Regions from separate parts of the Mus musculus genome. Here all the other regions are linked to region 1. Evidence: chromatin contacts called from public Hi-C data. All regions are on one chromosome and are shown on one strand. Each heading gives the region's core, a stretch centred on a gene start, on an enhancer-like site or on the middle of the called end of the contact. The rest is flanking DNA. Distances are from core to core; before and after follow the strand shown.

What was found. A called contact is a pair of places that touch in the nucleus more often than the background predicts.
Region 2: a Hi-C map of uterus shows a contact between it and region 1, with 2.6 times the contacts expected there. The contact joins the enhancer-like site here to the promoter of Esr1 in region 1. A contact is called at or near these places in 12 of 484 Hi-C or Micro-C datasets (adipose-derived mesenchymal stem cells, embryonic stem cells, gonadal supporting cells and 3 more), 4 of 115 datasets of contacts at active chromatin or transcription factors (embryonic limb bud, embryonic stem cells, large pre-B cells and 1 more) and 1 of 9 other capture datasets (adipose tissue).
Region 3: a Hi-C map of uterus shows a contact between it and region 1, with 3 times the contacts expected there. The contact joins the enhancer-like site here to the promoter of Esr1 in region 1. A contact is called at or near these places in 1 of 39 promoter capture datasets (embryonic stem cells), 4 of 484 Hi-C or Micro-C datasets (all in uterus), 2 of 115 datasets of contacts at active chromatin or transcription factors (embryonic limb bud and large pre-B cells) and 1 of 9 other capture datasets (pancreatic islet).
Region 4: a Hi-C map of uterus shows a contact between it and region 1, with 3 times the contacts expected there. The contact joins the enhancer-like site here to the promoter of Esr1 in region 1. A contact is called at or near these places in 1 of 15 datasets of contacts at CTCF or cohesin (the NIH/3T3 cell line), 2 of 484 Hi-C or Micro-C datasets (both in uterus), 3 of 115 datasets of contacts at active chromatin or transcription factors (embryonic limb bud, embryonic stem cells and large pre-B cells) and 1 of 9 other capture datasets (pancreatic islet).

What each region holds. Positions count from the first base shown.
Region 1 is chr10:4,708,787-4,711,486 of GRCm38.p6, reverse strand. Esr1 (estrogen receptor 1 (alpha)) reads right to left here and starts at 1,329. Exons shown (of 9, transcript NM_001302531.1): 1 at 1,193-1,329.
Region 2 is chr10:5,138,076-5,141,093 of GRCm38.p6, reverse strand. Syne1 (spectrin repeat containing, nuclear envelope 1) reads left to right here. Exons shown (of 146, transcript NM_001347711.1): 106 at 82-282. Among named protein-coding and RNA genes, the nearest start is that of Gm51757, 190 kb to the left of the region's middle. Within about 2 kb of position 1,588, at least 16 of the 459 cell types and tissues checked have an H3K27ac peak or open chromatin away from gene starts, as enhancers often do. A contact at or near this core is called in adipose tissue and uterus, where this site is marked.
Region 3 is chr10:5,095,963-5,098,812 of GRCm38.p6, reverse strand. It overlaps Syne1 (spectrin repeat containing, nuclear envelope 1), which reads left to right. Exons shown (of 146, transcript NM_001347711.1): 125 at 1,134-1,328. Among named protein-coding and RNA genes, the nearest start is that of Gm51757, 230 kb to the left of the region's middle. Within about 2 kb of position 1,287, at least 17 of the 459 cell types and tissues checked have an H3K27ac peak or open chromatin away from gene starts, as enhancers often do. A contact at or near this core is called in uterus, where this site is marked.
Region 4 is chr10:5,115,447-5,118,218 of GRCm38.p6, reverse strand. It overlaps Syne1 (spectrin repeat containing, nuclear envelope 1), which reads left to right. Exons shown (of 146, transcript NM_001347711.1): 115 at 1,097-1,252. Among named protein-coding and RNA genes, the nearest start is that of Gm51757, 210 kb to the left of the region's middle. Within about 2 kb of position 1,253, at least 16 of the 459 cell types and tissues checked have an H3K27ac peak or open chromatin away from gene starts, as enhancers often do. A contact at or near this core is called in uterus, where this site is marked.

The sequences.
Region 1 (2,700 bases), core at 80-2,579:
AAAATAATAATTTTTTTAAAACGCTCCCCAAGAAAGCACAGCCATGGCAATTTTGCCCAGCCTAGCTTTTCTGTTTTTGTTGGACCCCGGTGCCAAATTTGCTTCCTTTAGAAATTCTCATGTGGATATGATTCAGAAAAACCTTCGGTTAGGCACACTTGGGTGTCCCTACCTTCCACAGGTTATGCAACCAAAAATTGGGAAAACCATGCAAGGACTAAGACATTTTCCCATAAAATATCACCTGAGGTCCTTGACTAAAGCTCTGGCGATCCGGTAACCTTGTCTGTCTAACCAGAAACTTTTGAAAGGCTCTCCTACCTTTCAGCTCTTGAATTCTACAAATGGACCTTCTGGGTTCCCTTGGCATAGGGTACACAGGAATCTAATACTCGAATGACAGAGAAGTTAAAATAAGTTTTTTATTCAGTATTGAATTAAATTCTGATTGAGCTCACACACACCTGTTATTGCAAATTTAGAAAAAAATTGCAGCTTGGATAGTTTGTACTTTCTTAATAAACTGCATATGCCCCAACCTAATATCCCCTAAAATAACCATTAGCATATGACTTGAATTGCTAGCCCATATACCCAGGAGAAGTACCTGACACATGCAAATGTCAAGGTTGCTGTTACTAATAGTAACACTTTAAAAATATTTTCTACTAAGCACACTATTTATCTAATTCTTAGAAAAACAGATAATTTTGGATAAACCACAGCTAAGCTGGCTTAAATCTAAAGACAAAGATGAGTTTTAGCACCCATAAGTATCATTGACAGCAAAGGAAGGGTTAAAAATACATTAGGTGAATCGCAGATATTTCTCTTTATGGCCAGCAACCATGACTTTCTAGAGCAATTTTTTCGTAGATGATTTAGTTCCCATAAATCACACTTTCAATTTTCAAATGCCTTTTAAAAAACACATGCAAAAGCAAGCACTTCAGATGAGACTCTTTAAAAATCTGAGCCTGCCAAATTATATATAAATGGCACAGAGAATCCTACAAGTCCGGAAAGCGGGAAAAAAAAAAAAAAAAGCCGCACAGATTTCCCCCCATAGAAAAACAGCACAGCTTCCTTCTCCAGCTAGGAGACAGACACTAAGCAGAAAGGTAAGTTGCTTTCTCAAATCGCTCAAGCTACAGAGAGAGAAAGAGAGAGAGAAATCAAAAGCCGATCCTACCCTGCTGGTTCAAGAGCGTCTTTCCAGAAATGTTCCATGGGTTTGTAGAAGTCAAGGGCTGAGACAGTAAGACGGAAGGAAGGAATGTGCTCGAATGATCGAGTGGCGCGGTGTGTGATCAAGGCAGAGCGTGTGTGGATGTGTTTGTATGTGGAGTGGCAGGGACTCTCGGGAAGCAGCCAGTAGGCAGGGCACTTGGCAGCCCCTCCCGGCAGACAAGGCAGCTGGGCTCCTGCACGAGCTGGATGAATGGCAGCGGGAGTCCGGGAGCCTTGCTGTCTGCTGAGGGACAGCAGTAGCCCCGCTAGAATCAGCATTCCTAGAAGAAACTCCAGCCCCCTTTGCTCCCTACCTGTAGAGCCAGAAATGTCCCGGTGCTTTCTATGGAGAGGGAAACTGAGATGGCTGTGAACCACAGGCTCACAGATAAACTAGAATGCCAGTCAAAGTGTGCAGAGATCAAGTTTATAAACTATGCCAGGATATCTTCTTCCTAAACGATGTCATTTAACAAGAAAAGCCTTCTGGGATACATATGAGTCAAGCCCTCTAGCCCTACTGTTCCCCTGAATAAGATGCTCAGTGACAATGCTACCAATAACATACAAAAGTCAGACTTCGCAATAAATATTTTTGGCATTCCAGGGATATGTTTCCAACTGAAATGCAAGACTCCCTCACTTCATTAGTCAAACCTACCAGCCTCTCTACCAATAGCCTACTGACTACTGTCTGTAAACACATCCCAGAAGAGGCATTATTTTAATCGTAAAGTTGGAACCATAAAATAGCTTTGCGTTAAAGCGATTACACGTTCACAGCTGTAGTTACCAGCATTGGTTGCAGACAGAGATCTTGTACCTCCAGTGCTGTCCCATGGATACACCTGGTTCTCAGTGCTTCTCTCCACCACAGTACAACACAGATTAACAAGGTACTCTGACTGTGTCCTCACCCTGGGTCCCAGGACACAGGAGGCCTAAAGGAGCCTTTGTTGTTTAGTAACTACTTTAGGTATTAAGTGACTCTAATCACAACGCCAGGAGTGGCCGGTCTCCAGCCCTAGGACCCTAGGCAGTTACCAAGAGATATATGAGTGGCACTTGGGCCAGTACAAAGAAAGAAATAGAAAGAAAATACTAATGATATCATGCTGCAACTATACGTTTTTGTGCTTGGAAAGACTCAAGGTCATTATATCGGGACTTAGACAAGTTCCCTCAACAATCAGCAATGACCATAAATATCTAATATATAAATAAGTATCGAGAAGTTGCGGTGTGAGTAATGAAGCATTTGCCTAGCATATGGGGAGTCATGGGTTTGAGATCTAGCACTGTATAGATGAACAAACAAATAAATAAATATTGGGGGAAAAAAGATTGCTAACCCTTTGTTGGTAATAGTGTTGACTCCTGATGACAGGGGCCCCTCCTGTAGGTCAACAATGATGTCACACTCATCAAGCCAGTCCAACTAAACTGTGTAACAAAAGAAGGAGAGATGGT
Region 2 (3,018 bases), core at 339-2,838, 430 kb before region 1:
ACCTTGGTGGGATGCTGGGCAGGTGGTGGGCTCGGTACTGCAGCTTTGTGTTTGAGACTGGTGTTGTTGCCTTTGCCTTAGGACATGTATGACGAGCTATTGATGACTGTCAGCTCCCGGAGGAGCAGCCTCCACCAGAACCTTGCTCTCAAGAGTCAGTATGATAAGGCTCTGCAAGATCTGGTGGACCTGCTGGACACTGGACAGGAGAAGATGACAGGGGACCAAAAGATCATTGTATGCTCCAAAGAAGAAATCCAGCAGCTGCTTGGGAAGCACAAGGTGAGCTGAGACCAGGAAGGCATAGCTGAAATAGCACATTCTCAGGCCCTTACATAGAGGGGTTCGGTATTTCAACCAAATATGCCTGGGTTTTATGCGCTATACTTGTATAATTACACTTCTAAGTGGTCTATTGACATTTGTTCAAATCCCCTAGCATCTAGAGTAAAGAAAAATGGTAATGGGTATTTTTATAACAAGTATAATCAGTAATTTTACTCATTAGTTCTCCATAAATATTAACCCAACTCTCACCATATATGAACTTTAATCAAGGAAAAACTCAAAGCCTTTCCTTAGTGGGACTCAGATTGCTTTTATTCTCTCTCTCTCTCTCTCTCTCTCTCTCTCTCTCTTTTTCTTTTTAAAAGACAGGATCTCATGTAGCTCAAGCTAGCCTCATATAGCTAAAGGTAACCTTGAACTTCGAATCCTCCTGCCTTCACCTTCTGAGATCTGGAATTAAAGGTACATGCAACTAAGTTTATATGGTCCTGAGGATAGACCCCAGGACTTGGTGCATGTGAGACATAAAAGCTCTACCAACTGACCCTATTGTTAGCTACATTCTTAACTCAGTTTCCCCCTGTGTATTTGTTAGGGCCTCTTGCCATCTTGCCCCAGGTGCTCTCTCTCCCCGTCACTGTCCTGGCATAGACTCCTCACTCCACGCTGGGAATACAGGGCTGCCCACTCTGTTTTGGTGTCTGTTACTTGCGTCATTCAGACCTCCTGGCCCTTAAGCACATTCTCCTGTAGTTGCTGTTGGCCTCCAAGATTTTCCTGGGCTTGACCAGAACTTTTACCACGCAATCAGGCTTGGGAACCCAGAGATTGCTTCATCAGTGTGCTTCCAAATGGAGCTCAGGTTCATTACTCCTTAGTGAATAAATAAATATATATTCAACACACACACACTCACACATTCCTATCATAATACATTTTAAGCAATGACTATGCAAAGCTTACCAGGCTACAAACTCAGCCTCCCAGGCTATGGGAATTCCCAGAAGAAAAACAAAACAGTCTCACTGAGTTTTAAATGATTAACAATCTACTGTTCTGTGGCTCTCTGGTGGGCTATTATTGTCAAATTGTTGGGGGAAGGGGACTATACTTTTTTGCTATTTTTCACCCAGAGATTTTCTGTCTAAAGAGTTGTATAATTTATTAAAGCCTTATCATTTGGCTATGAAAACATTGCTTTAAAGTTCACAGCTGTTTTCTCTCAAATCTGACCATAGCAATAAAAGATCGCTCTGAGTTATTCCAGAAGGGAGACTAGGATCAAGGAGCAATAGAATAACAGAAAAGATGCTCAGTTAGGAAAAAGTTTTAAGGGAGTAGACTCCAGCTGCCACTTGGGCTGCACAGGGGCCTCTTTGGTCATGGAAATGCTGCCAAAGCCAGAGCGGGAGGTAAGCTTGTGTTGAAAGCATGCTTGACTGTCAGTGCACATTTGGCTTAGTAGGTCTTTCCCAGCCATACGATCATTTCATCAACTGATGATTGGTTAAAATAATGGTTCTAAAATGGACTTGATGTCACAGGCTTGTGTTGTAATCCCAGCTACTTGGGAGATTGAAGCAGGAGCAATTTCAAGTTCAAGACTTACCTCAGCTAAAGAGAAAGTTGAGCAGGAGTGAATACATGAGTTTTATTTCAAAATAAACAACAAAACAGCATCATAGGCTGCTGGTATACCTCATGGGTAGAGTGGTTGCTTAATGCTCTTGGGCACTGATCTTGATTCCTGGCACAACAAAACAATTATGGTACTGTTGATGACGATCAACCTACCCTTTACTATCCAGTCTATGTTTTGTGGGAGACTTCTACAGCTTTGGTGGGGACAAACTTACAGTCATATAATAGGAATTAAAACCTCAACTCTGATTCCTGTCAGGGCCACCCCTGCCATCTTCCTTCTGATCCCAGTGGAGGCCTCTAAGGGCTCCAGAGTGCTCTCCATGCTCAGGGTTCCATCAGGCCTTCATCCTCAGCCAGGAGGCAGACCTGAAACCTAGACCCCTGGACACATTCACTGCCAGAGGAGAGTTGGCCTACAAGAAGAGTTCTCACCCCAGAACTCAGGAGGTGGATCAGAGCTCCAGACTGCTGGACACTTGCCCTGGAAGAGGAGAGCTTGCCTACAGAGAGTGCTCTGACCACTGGAACTCAGGAGACAGTTGGATTCTCAGGAGTGCTGACAGAGGCTAAAAGAATCAAAGGAGGATCAAGCTCTAACCAGAGACAGCTTGAACATTAAGACCAGAGATTTCCAGATGGTAAAAGGCAAACGTAAGAATTTTACTAACAGAAACCAAGAACACTGGGCATCATTAGAACCCAGTACGCCCACCACAACGAGTCCTGAATACCCCAACACACCCGAAAAGCAAGATTCGGATTTAAAATCATATCTCATGATGGTGGTAGAAGATCTTAAGAAGGGTATTAATAACCCACTTAAAGAAATACAGGAGAACACTGCTAAACAGGTAGAAGCCTTTAAAGAGGAAGCACAAAAATTCCTCAAGGAATTAGAGGAGAATACTGCTAAACCAGTAAAAGCTGTTAAAGAGGAAACACAAATATCCCTCAGGGAATTACAGGAGAACACTGCTAAACAGATAGAAGTCCTTAAGGAACTACAGGCAAACACTGCTAAACAGGTAGAAGAAACACAAAAAGCCCTTAAAGAATTACAGGAAAACACAACCAAACATGCAATGG
Region 3 (2,850 bases), core at 38-2,537, 390 kb before region 1:
GACCAGACTATCTCCACACTTTAGATCCCTAATCAGAAGAAATGTTCTAACCACTTTCTGATCTATTGATCCACAATCTCAGGAGTTATCCCACAATTATCTTTCTCATTGCCACTCACTTCTTGTATTCAGTCGACCTTGAATGCCCATCCCTGCGACCAGAATATCAGGAGTCCCTGCCTTGGTAAACAGTAGTCTAACCTGTCTCATCATATACGGTGCATGCCTTCTTCATTGTACCTTTTACCCATCCAGTGAATATTTTTGCTATAATCAGACACATCACTCCCCTGCTCTAATGGTGTGAAAGCCAGATCCCTAGGTGTGGTAGCATAGTTCTGTAATTCCAGTACTTAGGATGTTAAGACAAGATGATCGCAAGTCCAAGACTAGAATGAGTTACATACCAATGCACTGTCTGAAAAGGAAAAAACAAAGTGTGATTGTGAGAGGGGTCAGCACTTAGGAACACTGACCACTCTTTTGAAGGACTCGAGTTTGATTCCACTTGATTCCCAGCACCTACACAGCAGCTGCCATCACCAATAACATTGGTTCCAGGGCACCTGATACCCTCTTTGTAGTCTCTTCAGGCACTGCATGCACACAGTGTACAGAGATGCATGAAAACAAGGTATTCACATGCATAAAATAAAATAATGTACAAAAACTCCCTTGCAAGCTGTCAGCACCATTCTGCCACATGCACTTCATACTCCAGCCATGGAAAAGTCCGTTGTGTTTTCTGAATTAATCCTCTTTATCTTATAAGGTCAGCACATCCCTCCTTGCTCCTGGTTAGGAGGACATCCTTTTTCTGATCACATTCATCTCATTTTAATCTGATTACAGTTACATGCCTTTCAAGACTCATTGAGCTTTGACCACTTTGAGAGACCTACTGTGTGCACCCATGCCACCCTGTGATTTCTGAGCATTTGTCTTACAAGCAGAGTTCATATTATGTCGAAATTTTACTTCCCATTCATTTCCACTTGATTAATTTAAGATGTCCTTTCTGGACACAAGCATGTGAAGTATGTATGCCAATTCATAAGGTTATCTAAATGTGATTATAATGGGTGAACCAGTAAAGAGAAGACTAAAAAATAAAAGGATCTGTTCCCTTTCAGTTCAAAGAGAAGGTGTTCCTGCGCCAGCAAGGGAGCTACATCCTGACAGTGGAGGCTGGCAAGCAGCTCCTGCTCTCTGCCGACAGTGGCGCCGAGGCCGCCCTGCAGGCTGAGCTCACAGACATCCAAGAGAAGTGGAAGGCAGCCAGCATGCATCTGGAGGAGCAGAAGAAAAAGCTGGCTTTTCTGTTGAAAGTAAGTGCAGTGTAGAATCCCCTCTTAGGAGCTGTGCTGTTTCTGCCTATTGTTTCATCACGATGCACATCATTATAGATCCTTGAGCAGCCCCCTCCAGTGCTTCTCCTCTGTTTTATTTAAGACTCTGTCCTATCTTGCATGAACTGGAAAAGTTTCCCAATTTTCACCTCTTCATCTTTCAGGAAAACCCCCTAACAGAGTAATTTAAACTCTAATAAGGCTGTCTAGGTGATTCATTCTGATTAATGGCCAATGCAGTGCCTTGAAGCATGTGACAGAAAGCCGGCCAGAAACTCAAAGAGCAGATCCCATTCCTTAAATTGTAGACGCTAGACGGTTTTAAAGATCAATATCTCATATTTTATAGCTGGGGAAAAGGCTAACCCAGAATGAGTCTCTTTATTTGCCTTGGTTTATCTAAGCAGGCTGCCATTGGCCGAAAGTCTCCAAGAGGCATCTTAGGCCTTTTTGTTGACCATAGGCACAGTGAACCTGAAGGCACTGAGATTTATCCACATTGCCCATAATGAGCACCTGTCTCTCATGTCCACACTAGCTATAATTTGTCTTCAGTCCAGTTATAAATATATCAACAATGAGGAAACTCATGACCTTATATAATTAATATGTGCTCATAAAAAATGAAAAACAAAACAAAACAAAATAAACAAGTGCCCTAAGTTCAGATTAGGCTGTGTTGAAAACCACTATAGCGTTTTCCTTTTCTTCAGAGTGGGTGTGATTGTAACTCATCTCTATGACTATTGTGAAGATTTGTCAAAAGGATGCCAGGAAATCATGAGTGACACTTGAACGGCAGTAGTTGCCATTCTTTTTTTTTTTTTTTTCCATTTTTTATTAGGTATTTAGCTCATTTACATTTCCAATGCTATACCAAAAGTCCCCCTTACCCACCCACCCCCACTCCCCTACCCACCCACTCCCCCCCTTTGGCCCTGGCGTTCCCCTGTACCGGGGCACACAAAGTCTGCGTGTCCAATGGGCCTCTCTTTCCAGTGATGGCCGACTAGGCCATCTTTTGATACATATGCAGCTAGAGTCAAGAGCTCAGGGGTACTGGTTAGTTCATAATGTTGTTCCACCTATAGGGTTGAAGATCCCTTTAGCTCCTTGGGTACTTTCTCTAGCTCCTCCATTGGGAGCCCTGTGATCCATCCATTAGCTGACTGTGAGCATCCACTTCTGTGTTTGCTAGGCCCCGGCATAGTCTCACAAGAGACAGCTACGTCTGGGTCCTTTCAGTAAAATCTTGCTAGTGTATGCAATGGTGTCAGCATTTGGAAGCTGATTATGGGGTGGATCCCTGGATATGGCAGTCTCTACCTGGTCCATCCTTTCATCTCAGCTCCATACTTTGTTTCTGTAACTCCTTCCATGGGTGTTTTGTTCCCACTTCTAAGGAGGGGCCTAGTGTCCACACTTCAGTCTTCATTTTTCTTGAGTTTCATGTGTTTAGGAAATTGTATCTTATATCGTGGGTATCCTAGGTTTTGGGCTA
Region 4 (2,772 bases), core at 4-2,503, 410 kb before region 1:
ATAATACATAAACACTTGACCAACAGCTACTCAACTACAATTTTTTTATCCATATTTGAATCATTGAGCTGGTAAATTGTTATACAAGCATTAGGGCCTGGGCTTGGATCTCCAGCATCCACATAAAAGGCGGGTGTGATGCTGTCTAGAATCCCATCAGTGGAGAGGTAGAGACAGGAGAATCCCTGGGACTTGCTGGGTAAATAAACTTTTAAAAACTGTCTGAATGTTTTGTTTGTGTGCATATCTGTATGCTATGTGTGTGCCTGGTGCTATTAATGAAGGCTAGAGGAGGCATCAGACAAGGAGTTACAGACTGTTGTGAACCACAATGTGGGTGCTGAGAGTTGAACTTGAGTCTTCTGGAAGAGCAGACAGTGTTCTTAAGCGTGGAGCTGTGGCCCCAGACCCTCTATACTGTATGGTCTCAGGAGGAGCTCTGAGCCTTTGGCCGACTTACTTTTCTTTTGTGAACATTTTATTCTCGCAGTTACAAAAGTGCCGTCTAAAGAAAATGAGAATTTCAGACACGAAGAAGCCTGTAGTCTTTCAGAATCACATAGAATCAGAGCATTGGAAAAAGAGAAGATAATACTTATTCTTTTCCATCTTTCCCATTTGAAGAAATTGACAATTATTAAAAGTTTCTCACTTTCTCAGAGTGACACAGCCAAAGAGCAGCAAAACCATGTCTGACTCTCAGGTGCCACCTGTCACAGGCTAGGCCATGTGATTTTTGGAAAAATGACGTTTGGGTTTAAGGATATAATCATATTGCAATTTTGGATATGTATTTCACTCCTTACAGCTTTTTGAAAAAGATATATAATGACATTTCTTTATCTGCGGGATAACCAGTTTTTATATTTTTCAGGGTATGCTAATTTACTATGGATAAAAGGACCTCTTTTTTTTTTTTTTAACATTTAAGTATAGGGAGAAGCATCACTGTGCAGACCCTCTCTTGAGAATTGTCATCTTTTTGGATTAGTATGGGGTTTTAGCACACGAAACTATAATGACTCAATTTCAGTGCACCCTAGAGTTCCATAATAGAACAATTTAAAATAACTATATATATTTTTTAATCTTTCAGGAACTGGAAGATTTGATTAAAGCAAAAGAAAAGGAGGTAGAGAAAATTGAGCAGAATGGCCTCGCATTGATTCAGAACAAGAGGGAGGAGGTCTCTGGCAGTGTCATGAGCACACTGCAAGAACTCAGGCAGACCTGGATCAGTTTAGACCGCACGGTAAGCCTGCTCCTGACACTCAACTCCCAGCTCTCTGAAACTGGGAGTGGATGTTTGCCGAAAGTCACTGAGTAAATAATTATCAAATCTCTACATCACCTCTTGGCACTGTTGAGTCTGTTTGATTAATCTTTCAATTTCTAGTGTTTCCTGTAGTAAGCGGTATTATATATATCACTCTCTTTAAGTGCACCCATCCTCATAGTGAGAGCAAACTTTCGAGGTACAGTTGTTCTCCAATGAGCCTATCCACACACTTAGCCTCTCCCAGAGTTCTAAACCGAGACAGAAAGAGATACATGAGATTAGTAGAGATATCTTTGTGTGTGACCAAAGGGCATTTCAAACTCCTCTGCCTAAAGTAAGGCACGGTTCCCGCCCCACAAACCTACTCAGTTACCGGGAACTCTGCCATGCCGCAACTGCTTGTACAGGCAACCTTCAAAGCCACTTTTCCTTCCTTTCTTTCTTTCTCTAATACTTACACCAAGCTCATCAGAAAATGTTGGCAGATACACTCTCAGAACAGACAGAATCCAGCCTCCTCCTCTGCAGGCACCCTGATTTATGCCCCTTTCATTTCCTGCTTGGATGATTTTCATGATCTCCTTAGCAGTCCCCATCTCAGAAGAGCCAGTCAGAATGAAGTCAAATCATGGCGTTGCCATGCCGAAAATCCCACAGTTGCTTCTGCTCCATAAAGAATGGAATAAGAGCTGCGTGCTGGCCAGGCTTCCCACTGTCGCTCTGGTTCTGTTTCCTGCTGCTGCCCTGCAAGGTCTTTTTGCTTAGCCACACTGGTCTCACTATTGAGCATAGTAGGCATGCCCTGCATGCAGAAACTTTGGATTGTCGGCTCCCTCCTCCTAACATACTATAACTTTCCCTTGTGTGCCTCAGTCTCTGTCAGTAAAAGGTAAAGACATTTGATAATGGACTCAAGAGTGTGTTGAATCTTCCAATAGGAACGGTAAGTGCTACAATGTGCACTATGCCTCTCTATGTAAGGTCATGTGGATCCCTGACACATTGGTGTCTGAATGCTTACTTATCCACTGTGGGGCAAACAGACAGACATGCGTGCACTTATGCTCACATGCTCATATGCACATGGCTATATACACACACATACCACATGCTGATGCACAAGCATGCATACCTACACACATGGATCCACAACATGTACACATACATACACATACATGTACTTACACATACACACATTCACATACACATACATGCATTTACACACACATACATGCATTTACACACACATACATGCATTTACACACACACATTTACACACATATACACATATATGTACTTACACACATTCACATATACATATACATGCACTTACACACATTCACATACACATACATATACATGCACTTACACACACACATTCACACACGCATTGTGTACATAGAAAGGGGACTATTTTGGAAAAGAATAGGGCCATGGAGTGGGGAAGTGAGTAAGGACTGTGGGGAGTGGATACTATCACGGGAAAGAAATGT